2 separate regions of the Mus musculus genome follow, and region 1 is linked to region 2. A link is a contact called in public HiChIP or PLAC-seq data. All regions are on one chromosome and are shown on one strand. Each heading gives the region's core, a stretch centred on a gene start, on an enhancer-like site or on the middle of the called end of the contact. The rest is flanking DNA. Distances are from core to core; before and after follow the strand shown.

Region 1 (5,944 bases), core at 2,028-4,527, 390 kb after region 2:
GTTCGTTGGCATGCGTGTTCTTCCGATGGGGAAGCTAAGATTCAGAAAATAACAATGTTTGCCCACACTCACTCTCTGAAAGGTACTGCAGGTCCTTCAGGAGTGCTGAGGATTGAGAGAGGGAGGAAGGGGGTATCTGAGAGGGCATTTTATTTTGTTTTGTGTTTTGTGGCTAGATGATAAGCAACCAAAAGACTGGGGTGATCTTCCAGAAGAAGAGCTTGAAAAGTAAAAGGCCTCAATATGTTTAAATAAAGTGAAACAGGATGATAATCTTCTTTACGTACTTTTCTTTCTCACTAACTTCTAGGTTAGCATTGAAAGCAATGGTTTCATTAATGGATTTTCACACGGATGTGTCAATCTAAGGACTCACCAGGTGCCTCTGTCACTATCAGGGTATAAAACATCAGGGAAAGCCAGAAGGGATGTGAGTCTCCTTTATTTACAACACCATCTCCTTATAGAGCTGGGGCTGAAAGACAGGCACTGATGTTCAAGAGCCTTATGGCATTGAAACATTCAGGAGCCTGTTTGTGTACAGGCACACATCTGTGTAATTCTTGCCAATTCCCAGGCTGCTGTTAGGAACTGACAATGAATGATGATACTGAAAACATGAAGTCTCCTCTCTCGCTCATACAGTTCATTTGCTAACCAGAAAACAGTGCCCCTGCGTTCTTTTACATAATAAAGCGATCTCATCTTTCTACAGTTTACTGGCAGCCAAGGTGTAAAAGGCAGTCAGCATAGATGTATTCTTTTAAATGGACACGCACTGATGACCCCTGAATACCCGCCACGGAAGACGACCCCAACCTCCCAAGTGTATTTGTTTCCATAGAGATTAATACAACAGACGGATGGGTACTCTCCCATCTTTTTCATCAGCTTCTCAGGAATTAGCATCCACAAAACCACATTCTTATTTAAAATGTGCTTTATTAGGCACAAATATTTCCTAAAAAACGTGAAGTTCTTCTTTGGTCTTTATTTGTTCCTTTAGTAAATTTTTACTATTCTTTTTATACTCAATTTTTATTTGGTTTGTTATACCAACCACTGAGAGATAAAACACATGTTCCCTAGAGATGTCTATTCCAGTGCTCTATGAGTTAAGTTAGCAATATCTTAATCTTCATCTTGATCAGTCCCGTTTAATATGCTGTTTAATGATAATTATAGATGTAATGTATTGATCATTTATTGTTGGGATTTTGCTTTTTTACCTGACTCCTATGTTGCTAAAACCTAAAAGGCTTGAGATGTCTCCTCCAGTGATTCTGTGGGAAGGGTTTCAGGCATCGATACCTCCAGTGCACTGAAGCATCTGGCAGAGACCCCCACACATGTTTCTTGTGACCCAGAATTTCTATGCTTCAATTTTATAACAAAGGGGATAACCTCCCCTATGAAAACAAGGAGTGTGCTTTTACAATGGAGGCAGCCTTTTTGTCTTTTCCAAGATACAGAGGAAATCATCAAAGAAGATATAAAACCAATGGTGTTTCTAGAGGTAAATGTTCACAAACAAACAAAAAACCAAACCAAAACAAAATTTAAAAGCTGAAAGTTTGTTTCACCTCTTTAAACCAAGTTCTTTCCCACTTTTTTGATTATTTTCTTTCCATTTTAAATATGTTTTATGTTTTGTGAATCAGCATAGTACAGTGTTAAGCGCTTCAGCCTGACTGCCCATAAATTCTAAAACACATTTTGGTAATCCTACAGCTATTCCCAAATGTCTTTAACATGCAAAGGATGTTTATGGCAGCTGTTCCCAATAGCCATCATTCGGATACATGGTTCAATTTATAGACATTCAAAGTTATTCAAGTTTTAAAGGAACAGTCATTTTTAAAGTCTAACTTTTATTACCGCAGGGAATTTTCAATACACCTTTGTGTATGTGGGTATGTACACCTAAAATATGTTTACGGAAACCACAACCCATGCTCATCATGTATTTCTGAACAAAACAATTTACTCAATAAGAAGTCAAACGCTTGCTCTTCATAATCTCACCATAATTTTATTTTGTATTTACAGTCTTCAATTTCTAATGCAGGGTCAAGTTGAGCATCGGGGGCCAGGAGTTAAGGAAGAGATATGGGGTTTGGGGGAGAGGGATCAGAGGTCTGGCTAGGACAACAATATTAAAGCTAACAGGATGTGAATGTCTTCCAGAAGAAGTTCTTGCAGCCAGCTTTGCGTTCCCGGGGTGCCATTGCTGGGTTCGAGTTGGCAGACCTCTGCAGCTCCAGCCTCATCTCGTCCTGCTCAGCTGCCTGGGGCAAATCCTCGGGCTCCAGGGCATCATTCTCTGTCTGGTTGGGCTCGGACAGCAGCTCTGCCAAGAAGTACTTGGCCAGTTCCTGGATAGGGCAGTGAGAAGAACAAAAGGGAGGAATGGGAGAGGGGGGAAAATGTGGTTTGAAAGTAAGATTTAATCACTCAAAACCCAGTTTTCACAATCATATGGGTGATTGCTGTATGTATTCATTAGATTATGCAGGAGAAAAAAAGCTTCCCCAAACGCAAGTCTTTCAGAAAGTGCTCTGCCTTAAAACACAGAGAAATCACAGATGATTAAGAAGTCGTTTATAACTACATAGAATGCCAATAGTTTGCGCAGCTCCATTTTCCTGTGATGAGATATGAAGTGGAGCTGAGTTCTTGCCAGATTTTTTGAAAGGTAAAAGCAAACCTTCCCATAAACTGAAGAGCCTCTTGCCCCAGAATCGTTTTGTGAACAAACATTGCGTTTCAGCACCGGGGTCAGCAACCCTCTTGCCAGCACCAGGGATAGAGCCCAGTCTCTCCTACCTGCTTTCTGAATTTTCTTGAAAGCCAGGGAGGAACTTACCTGCAAGGTGACCACCTGCGCTGATCAATTCTGAAAAGAGTAAGAGGGGACCCTAACTTCAAAAGTTTCCCTGGGAGCTTAGGGGCTGAGCGACTCTGAGAAGCGCCCGCTAAACACCTGTCGCAGGGGCTGCAGCAGGAAGGCTGGGGGATTCGTAAGGGGGACAGTCCTTACCTGTTTCCCGGTGGCAGCCGCCAGAGACTTCTGCAGAAACTGACGGAGTCTGGGGTCCGAGGGCGCGCCGGTGACACCGCCCAAAGCCAGGACGATGCAGAGCGCAGCCAGGGCGCACTGGAGACGGCAGGACAGCATCTTCCTTGCCTCAGGCAGCCAAGCTGGAGCGCGGTGGGTCAGTCTAGTCGCAGGTCCTCAGGCAGCAGCGACGGCTTCGGTAGCGTCTCCTTCAGCCGCTATGGAGCTCTCCACGGTCTCCCCTTTTTAAACTCTCTCTCTGACGTCAGCCAAGGAGGCGCCCCCAGATCTCACCAGTGCTTTTACGCACCATTAGCCTCGCAAAATCAATCACAGAAGTGAGGGGAGGCGACACGATCTAAAGTGGTTTATTTTTTTAAAAAAAAGAAAAAGAAAGCCTGCACCCACGCAGGCACATGAAATTCTCCATGCCACAGAGACCAAACAATCTTACCTTCACTCAGTGCTGACATGCCGCTCCCATATTTCAGCCACATAGGAGCACACTTAATTACACAGAGATCACTCAGTCCTTGGTTAGCAATACATCATCACACTCAGTTGGGTACCTGTCAATGTACCCAGATTACTGGACTTGCATTCACCTTTAACTTTTTGTATGGCGAGTGAGACTTAGAGCGATCTGTCTAGGAAACAATCTCAGAATGAATTTGCAATTAAGAGGACTGAACTATATTCTCTCCCTCCATCTCTTAAAGCCTTGTAGGAAAAAAGGGATGAAATTGAGCTGTAAAGGAACCTCACTTTGTCCAAGCGGCCTATCTTTATATTTTAACAAAAGAAAACCACTGGAGAGACAGATAGACAGACAGACAGACACACACACACACACACAGGAGGGAGGGGGAGAAAGAAAGCCTACATTTGGCACCTGGAAACAGCCCTGGGAATCAGTCTCAGAAATCATCTAACAAGCCTCAGAACTTGAACCAAGAAAGCTTAAGGGACTGGCAGATCATTTCTCTGTACAGTTGGAAGAGCAGAGGCATCTAGACTCTAAGGCCAGGGTTCTTGTGCACTGCTGTGTGTGTTCTGACAGATTCCTGAGCGGCTAGGTTAGGAATCTCCAGGATGGGCACACATTAAGGCAGTGTGTAGCCATTGTATATCTATGTGAGTAACGAATCAACAGACTGTCTAGGCCTCTCTTCTACTGCAGAGGGAGTTTAAGGAAGTCTATTAGTTCATCAAATTGAGTGTTTGCATCTGGTTGCCAGCTAAGGCTGCCGCTTTCAAAGTAACTGCTCATTAAGGAAATGCCAGCTCCATTCCTGGCATAGAACAGGTAATCTCCACAGGCAATTCAAGGACTAACATCTTAGGGTAGTCAGAGAAGCCAACAGTAGAGGTTTTTTTAAATGCACAGCTTCAGAAGTCAGGTGACGCAGAGGGTTTGCACAATGCTGATGTCTACCACGCACTATGAATTAGGTGCATTCTGACACCATTCTCAACACTTGCACCTAAAAAACGAAGTGGACAGGTAAGAGGGGTTAGTCAGTATCTTGAAACAGCTTGAGATAACATTTCCTTTTGTATCTGTAAGCCAAGGCAGAGAGGGTAAGAAGTGCCAAAGCTTCCAGGCAGGGGGAGCACAGAACAACGCATTAAACTGAAACTGGCTCCTGTGTTGGAAAAGTCAGTAAGAGCGGTGAATCTAGAGCTATGGAACCCAAACCCAGAAAAATAAGTCTTGTCCCTGTGCATACTCAGATCTTTGCAGGCTTCAGGCTGGGGTCTCAGAGGCCACATCGGTCACCTGTCCTGTGGCATCTTCAAGGGACCTCCTATCTCTCCTACTGGGGAACCTGGCCCTTGGCAGACACACAAAATAGAAAAATGAAAACCAAAGGAGAAACACAAGCAGTGCGTGGGCATCTTGCTTTTCTGCTTCCCTCCCTTCCCAGAGCTCTGTGCCTGCCCTTGTCCAATCTTACCCATTCTCTCTACCTCTAATCATCTCTCTTTCTCTTATACTCCTCTAACATTCTATGTCAGGTATTTCTCACTCCATCCTTGTCTACCATCTCCCTCCATGCATAGCTTCATTTCTGGTTTTAATCTTACATCTCAGCTCCTTCCTGACCTCCCTCTGGTTTGATCTGGCTGTTTCTTGGCTTCTTCACACTTCCCCTCCTTTCTCACCTTGCCTGCCAATGACCAGCGCTTGCTCTGCCTCTAGGCTGAGCTCCTCTCTCTTCTCCCCATTCCTGCCTTGCCTCTCCTCAGCTGCTTCCTGCTGGAGATGCTCAAGCAGTTTGAGCACCTACTCGGGAACAGCAGAGCAAGAGCTGATTCTCCCGCATTCCCCCTGAAGTGCTGAGGCTGTAGATGAGATGACGCCTGGGATTTGCTTTGCTTTTATAATCCTTGGGTTGTTATGATCTAAGATTCACTTAAATGAAGAGGCAGTGCAAATTTTTCCATACCCCACAACAAATTTAGCACAAAGAATGGTTTAGCATTAAATTGCCTCAAATGCTCTAGTCTGAACACTTTCAAATAACCACAGGGGCCTCTGTCTCAAGTCTCAAGGCTGAGAGGGAGGGTGGATTGTGGTGGTGGTCACGAGCAATCACCTGGCCTATTGTAAAGTCTCTGTAAGCTACTAACATTTCAGAGTACATTGCACATGTAATGAAGGAGACTGAGGTCCTGAGAGCATAAGAGCTTTTCTCTGGTCCTGATGTAGGGAATAATATGGCCAAAGGAGAATGCTTCATACTTATCCCATAGGTAGGATTCACAAGTCACACCATCAAGGGTGTGGAAGTGAGGTTTGGTTTCACTCACTATCACTGCTAGTGAGCTACAAAAGTTTTTGCTTGCAGTAACCAAAACCTCAAGTTCTGATGGCCTAAAGGG
Region 2 (5,459 bases), core at 261-2,760:
TGGGGACAATGATAAGTCTGACATTTGGGAGTGGACATCTCGAGTATGATAATTGAATAGATTCTTGGAGTCTTAAAGTCACCCAAGTCATCTTAAAGTTATCTTTAGCCTTGTCTAGACCCTTAACCATAAAAAAATGATCACCTCTACAGAAGCATCAGAGGAAATAAGAAACTTGGAACCTTCCAAGACTGATCAGAATATTGGAGATCACATTTACAAAGTTATTCCTTGGTCTTATACCTTGGTTGCATACATACATACATACATACACTGACTATGCATAATGAGAGTACAAAGTAGAAGGAATTAGTGTCAAACTACAGTAATTCTTCTTTGCTTTTAGACTTAAAAGGAAACTTGGGCTTAAAGATTCATTGACCTAATAAGCCAGACATGAATGACAAATATTTAATGTATTTCCCTTCATAGGCCGAGTATATATGAATCCAAATGGACACAAAAGTATAATGGGACATTTGATAAGAAGGGAACCACATTCATCTGCAGGGGCCAGGCCAGTGGATGATGCTCCTGTCTTGCTACTCTAGCAAGTGGCTTCACATTCCAGTTAAAGAGCATGGGTGGAAGCAAATTAAGTGTACCAGACACCAGACAAGAACCCAAGAGAGAACGGAGTGCACTGGCACTGAGCAATCTTTAAAAGGCTCTTGAAAGCCAGCCCCGTGAAATCAAAGAGCCAGAAGATGGAAGATTTCAGTTGACTTCAGATAGCTGTGCTGGGGTGGGGTGAGGGTTTCAGTGCGTTAGTCCTGGCCTACACCATGTGATCAACAGCCAGGAATGGCTGCTCATGAAGGCAGATCTCTGTGAATTCCAGGCCAGGCGTCATATGGTGAGTTCCAGGATGAGAGAGCTACAGAGTGAGACAACATTTTCTCAACAAATTAACAGCTTTCTAAATAAAAACAAATAAATAAGACGATGACTCATCTTTATTCCTGTGCAACATTTTTAAAGCTCTGGTTTACTTGTTTTTAATCATGAGCATGGAATGAGTGCAACTCACAGAGACATCACAGTTTCAAGGGGAGAGAGGTCATATGAATTCTGCAAAGGCTACACTGCCTATGTAGGAAACCTGATAAAATTTACATGTCTTGACTTCCAACTCTGGTCAAATAACTAGATCCAGGCAATTACATCAATGCTGAGTTGAAAAAGATAGTTGAAGTGAACACTTTTTATTTCCTAGGTGGGGAAACTGAGTCTGGTTTTAAGTTATATCATAATGGCCCAGGTGTACTGCTCTCCCCAGGATAGTGGTCTTATCTTACTTTCTTTTTTTCAGCTAACCACAGTAAAACCTTTTAACGGAGCTTGACAATACCACAAGAAGGTCCTGTCTCTGTGTAAAGGGCAGACACCATAAAGAATGAGGGGGCCTGAGAAAGAGCTCCTAGGTCCTGAGAGTCTGTAGCTGCTACTGGTGCCAGGAAGGATGGGGAACTAAAGAGATCAGCATGTGCAAGGAGAGAAGAAAGGACCAGCAGGGGAGGGGCCTGGCCCAGAGCCTGGGAAATGGCATCTAGGCATCCCGCAGGTGGGAGCCAGCAGAGCCCCACATCTAAGCTAGAGGAGGCTGCAGTGGGGCAGCAAGGAGGCTTCTGGTACTGTAGCTGGGGAGGAGAACCAGGATGGATTTACAATCCCTCTAGCTTGTGAACAGGCTCAGAATCCTGCATCCCACCTCTTCCAGGATTGGGGGCTGCTTGCTCATTCATATGCAAATCCCTTTAGTGTAGGGAGTCTGGGGCCCCACAGCTCAGTGTAGGAAAATAGCTTGGGGATGGGATAAAACAAAGGATGGTTGTGTTTGATAGCACAGGCTGCAAGGCTCAAGGTAAGTCCCTGTCTGGACTGGGGGAGGCAGGGATCAACCGCGCTTTGAGTAACATCCCTAACAGTGTGCAGGAATGTATGAGCCATTGTGTTCACTGCCACAGCTCGGAACCCTATCCCAACCAATTCTGTTTATTCCCTCCAACCCTTACATAGGAATCCTTCATGGGGACTGGAAATGCAGATCCACGGGCATTGTCACTTATTCTTGCTACTTTAATTCTGCCATGTTGTGCTGTAAATCCGGAAAAGCCTATTAGCTTACAAGAGCCAACTGTCAGCTTCTCTAGAATTGTGCTCAAATTGTTAAGCAGTCACACAACCATCTTTAATTGTTAAGTTCCCCCAAAATGACAATTAAGCAAACCATATTATAAATAAATAAATTCTATGAAAACTCATCATTTCCCACTTATTTTCACATTGTTCCACCATTGTTTCTGGGGTCTTCATGTCTTTTGTATTCAAAAGGGGAATGATGTGCCAAGATCCATCTCTTTTCCCTCCCTCCCATGCCTGCTGCTTTCCTTCATTTACAAATGCACACACATATCCTTGTCCCTAGGCCTCAGATTTCCAGAATATACAATCTGGATGTTAATATTGTTCTCCAAGAGTCAGGGCAAAGGAGAATCAGGTGTAGAAGCAGCTGTCCAAGTACTCTCATCCCCCACAGCTTTGTGCAGGGGCCCTATTCCCTTGCCTTCCTCTCTGGTCTCATCCCCCCACAGCATCTTGCAGGGGCCCTATTCCCTTGCCTTCCTCCCTGGTCTTATCTGTACCTTCTTTCCATGCCCCATTTCTAACTCCTTCTTCATACACAGCACACATTTCCCTTCCTGGGTCTTTGTGCTGTCTGTTCCCTCTTCGTGGGATGCTTTCTCTCCAGGAAACACAAGACTAAGATCTTTCTTATCTTTGCTCAAATAGTCCCTTCGTAACGAGTCTTCCCTGCCTGCCATATTTCCACACTACCCCTATTCTGCCTCTATTTTGTTTCTTTGCTCATCTGCTCATTACTCAATAGGTAAAATACAGGAGTCTTGACCCAGTACCTTAAAATTGTAGCTGCACAGCATTCCCTGATTGAACACCTTTTCCCGCTTTTTCTCTTCTGCTCTAAGGAAAGTTTAAGTTCTACCTTTTCAACAGGCAGTTTCCTGTGGACACACAAGAACATGGATGTGCACCCTGTCCACCGTGCCCCAGAGAAAGCATCTATCTCACACGGGTCCATCCACCTTCGCTTGCTTTCCTGGATCAAGCCTGAGGCTCTTCCTTCTGTTTCTTCTCACCACCCAGAGCCTGTGCTGTTTGCATTTCCTGCTTAAAATAAGATCTGGTCACACTTTCTGCAGCTCATTTTCACTTCCCAGTTCTCTTCTGTTAGCAGGCATTGGTGTTTGGGGCCCAGCACCCCAGTGGGAAGAATCATGCCCAGACTACAATTATCACTCAAGAGAAACCTTCCTTCATCCATTTTTCATTTCCTTCTGAGGCTACGGCCTCCTGTCCGCTCTCAGAGAATGAGCAGAGCCACCGAAGTCGCTGGGGTCAGCACGGCCTGAAGGTCATGGGCATATTTTAAGTAAACAGAGAGCTGTAATGAAATCAGCAGTCGAGGTCAGAGAACTTCTATCTTAATTATGCAGCAGGATGCAGACTGACCTATGTGACTTAGGGAAAAAGGCACCGGACTGGGTCTCAGAGCTTCGGAAACGGTAAGGATATGGCAAAGCCAGAGAGGATATGCTTCCCTTACTGAGAAAGCTACACCCAGAAGGCACTGGTGACTTGCCCAAGGTCTTATCCTGAGCCAGTGGGTGGTCTCTAGGATAGTGTTCTTTCCTAGGCACAGCTGCCTGGAGGCTTGTGCCTTTTTCTGTCCTACCCAGGACACTGCCTGCTACTAGTGAAAACAGAGACACAATCTTGAACTCCTGGGGCTGGCAGTCTAGTAGGAATGATCTGGGATGCATATGCACCACAAACCTATCAGCTGAGCACCTCCTAGCCTTTGTACCACAGAATTCATTCCTTATTGTCTCTTAAAAGGATTGTCCTGTCAAGGTCAGGATAAAAGAGAAAGTTATTTAACAGAATCTGGACAAAACAGGAGCCCCCAAATCCCTCGATGCCATTTTATAAATTTCACTAGAATACCATAACAGGTAAACTGTTGCCTTAGAAATACACGGCCAAGAGACAGACCTAGGCCCTTTCCAGACTAGAACCGACCTGAGAGGGAAACAGAACCACATCTTATGCATGCAAAGACCAGGCACCGAGACTTGGCTTTTCTAGAGGGACTTGGGAAGTTCAGTTTGTGCCTCAGTGTCCTTCTTTGTAAGCTAGTTATAACAATACCCATGTCTTTCTATTCCATGAGAAGAATTGCACGTGGCAGTAGACTGGAAACTCCTGCCAAAATGTTGATGGCAATACACAGCCCCCTGCCTTTAAACAGTACTTTCAAAACACGTAGGAGGAATTACCCAGATAGCCCTGGGTGATTCAGCAAGGTGATGAGAATAGACGAGGATGATGTGATGAGAATAGATGAGGATGATTATGTCCACAGAGCGGAAGCTGATGCCAGATGAGTCCCTTGCTATCCACCTTACACCATGACCACCTCTGGAGGAAGACACTATGCCCATTCTGGATTTAAAACAAAACAAAACAAAACAAAATAAAACAAAACAAAACAAAACAAAACAAAACAAAACAAAACAAAACAAGCTGACAACAAGCCCAAGCTAAGGGAGAAGAAGAAGCTTGGCCAAGGGCTCTCATGCATAGTGACTCAGTTAATTTTATCCTTATGTCTGGATAATCCCATCCTAAAATCTGGATTAGCACTTCCAGTTGTATTCCAGACTCAGTACTCTGCAACCCACCCCGTGCCTTCTAAACCTGCTGGTCCACACATGCTCTCCATCTCAATGCCCAGGGAAAGTAGTCACAGGGCTGTCAGAACCTAGGTTAGAAGCCCTCATTTCCCCTTCCTATCCCCTGTGCCCTATTTCCTGTGATGCACCGCCTGAGCTTCCAAAGCTTTCTGTCGGGGCCTGAGAGCTTCCTCCAGACACACCTTCTATCCAACTAACACACTCAATCTAGTCAGTAAGTTCTCATCATGGCCCGTGTCTATGTCTTGTATCTATGTATCTAGATCAAACTTACTCAAACATGCTGCTGACTACATCACCTCCATGTCCCCCGTCCCCAGTTTATAGTTTCCCATTGAGAATCCTACACCCAGATGCCAGATGATGCCACACTGAAAGCACAAAAGACTTTCTTTAGACAGAAACATATTTTGCACATTAAATGCAGACAGACATTCCTCATTCCACAAAGAATGTTTTCAAATAATTTTCCGTGAAATATACGCCTTCTCGGGCACTTTTCTGTCCCTTTTTTTTTTTTGGTAGACTCACTGGAGGGGAAAGTCACACATTATTTACTACAAAGGGAGTGCAAGCAAGATATAAGGACACTTTGGCACTGGAGTGGGGAGCCCTGACTACATGGTCAACTCTTTAGGGTGCCAGCTAGTTGCCTCTCAATTTTGCCAGAATTTGTAAGGGAAA

The links. HiChIP or PLAC-seq counts read pairs in DNA pulled down with a chosen protein or histone mark.
Region 1: a contact with region 2 is called in an H3K4me3 HiChIP or PLAC-seq map of embryonic basal ganglia, with 3 times the contacts expected there. The contact joins the promoter of Sst here to the enhancer-like site in region 2. A contact is called at or near these places in 15 of 39 promoter capture datasets (the 3T3-L1 cell line, the C10 cell line, the HPC-7 cell line and 10 more), 3 of 15 datasets of contacts at CTCF or cohesin (the NIH/3T3 cell line and large pre-B cells), 6 of 484 Hi-C or Micro-C datasets (the N1E-115 cell line, Sertoli cells, bone marrow-derived macrophages and 3 more), 21 of 115 datasets of contacts at active chromatin or transcription factors (the 230-238 cell line, the NIH/3T3 cell line, SST interneurons and 15 more) and 2 of 9 other capture datasets (adipose tissue and embryonic stem cells).

Annotation. Positions count from the first base shown.
Region 1 is chr16:23,887,567-23,893,510 of GRCm38.p6, forward strand. Sst (somatostatin) reads right to left here and starts at 3,278. Exons shown (of 2, transcript NM_009215.1): 1 at 3,041-3,278; 2 at 2,015-2,375. The coding sequence starts at 3,178. The coding sequence ends at 2,163.
Region 2 is chr16:23,502,836-23,508,294 of GRCm38.p6, forward strand. All of the region lies in intron 2 of Masp1 (mannan-binding lectin serine peptidase 1), which reads right to left. Among named protein-coding and RNA genes, the nearest start is that of Masp1, 15 kb to the right of the region's middle. RefSeq lists an enhancer at 1-4,521. Within about 2 kb of position 1,511, at least 32 of the 459 cell types and tissues checked have an H3K27ac peak or open chromatin away from gene starts, as enhancers often do. A contact at or near this core is called in Sertoli cells, embryonic basal ganglia, embryonic forebrain and 2 more, where this site is marked.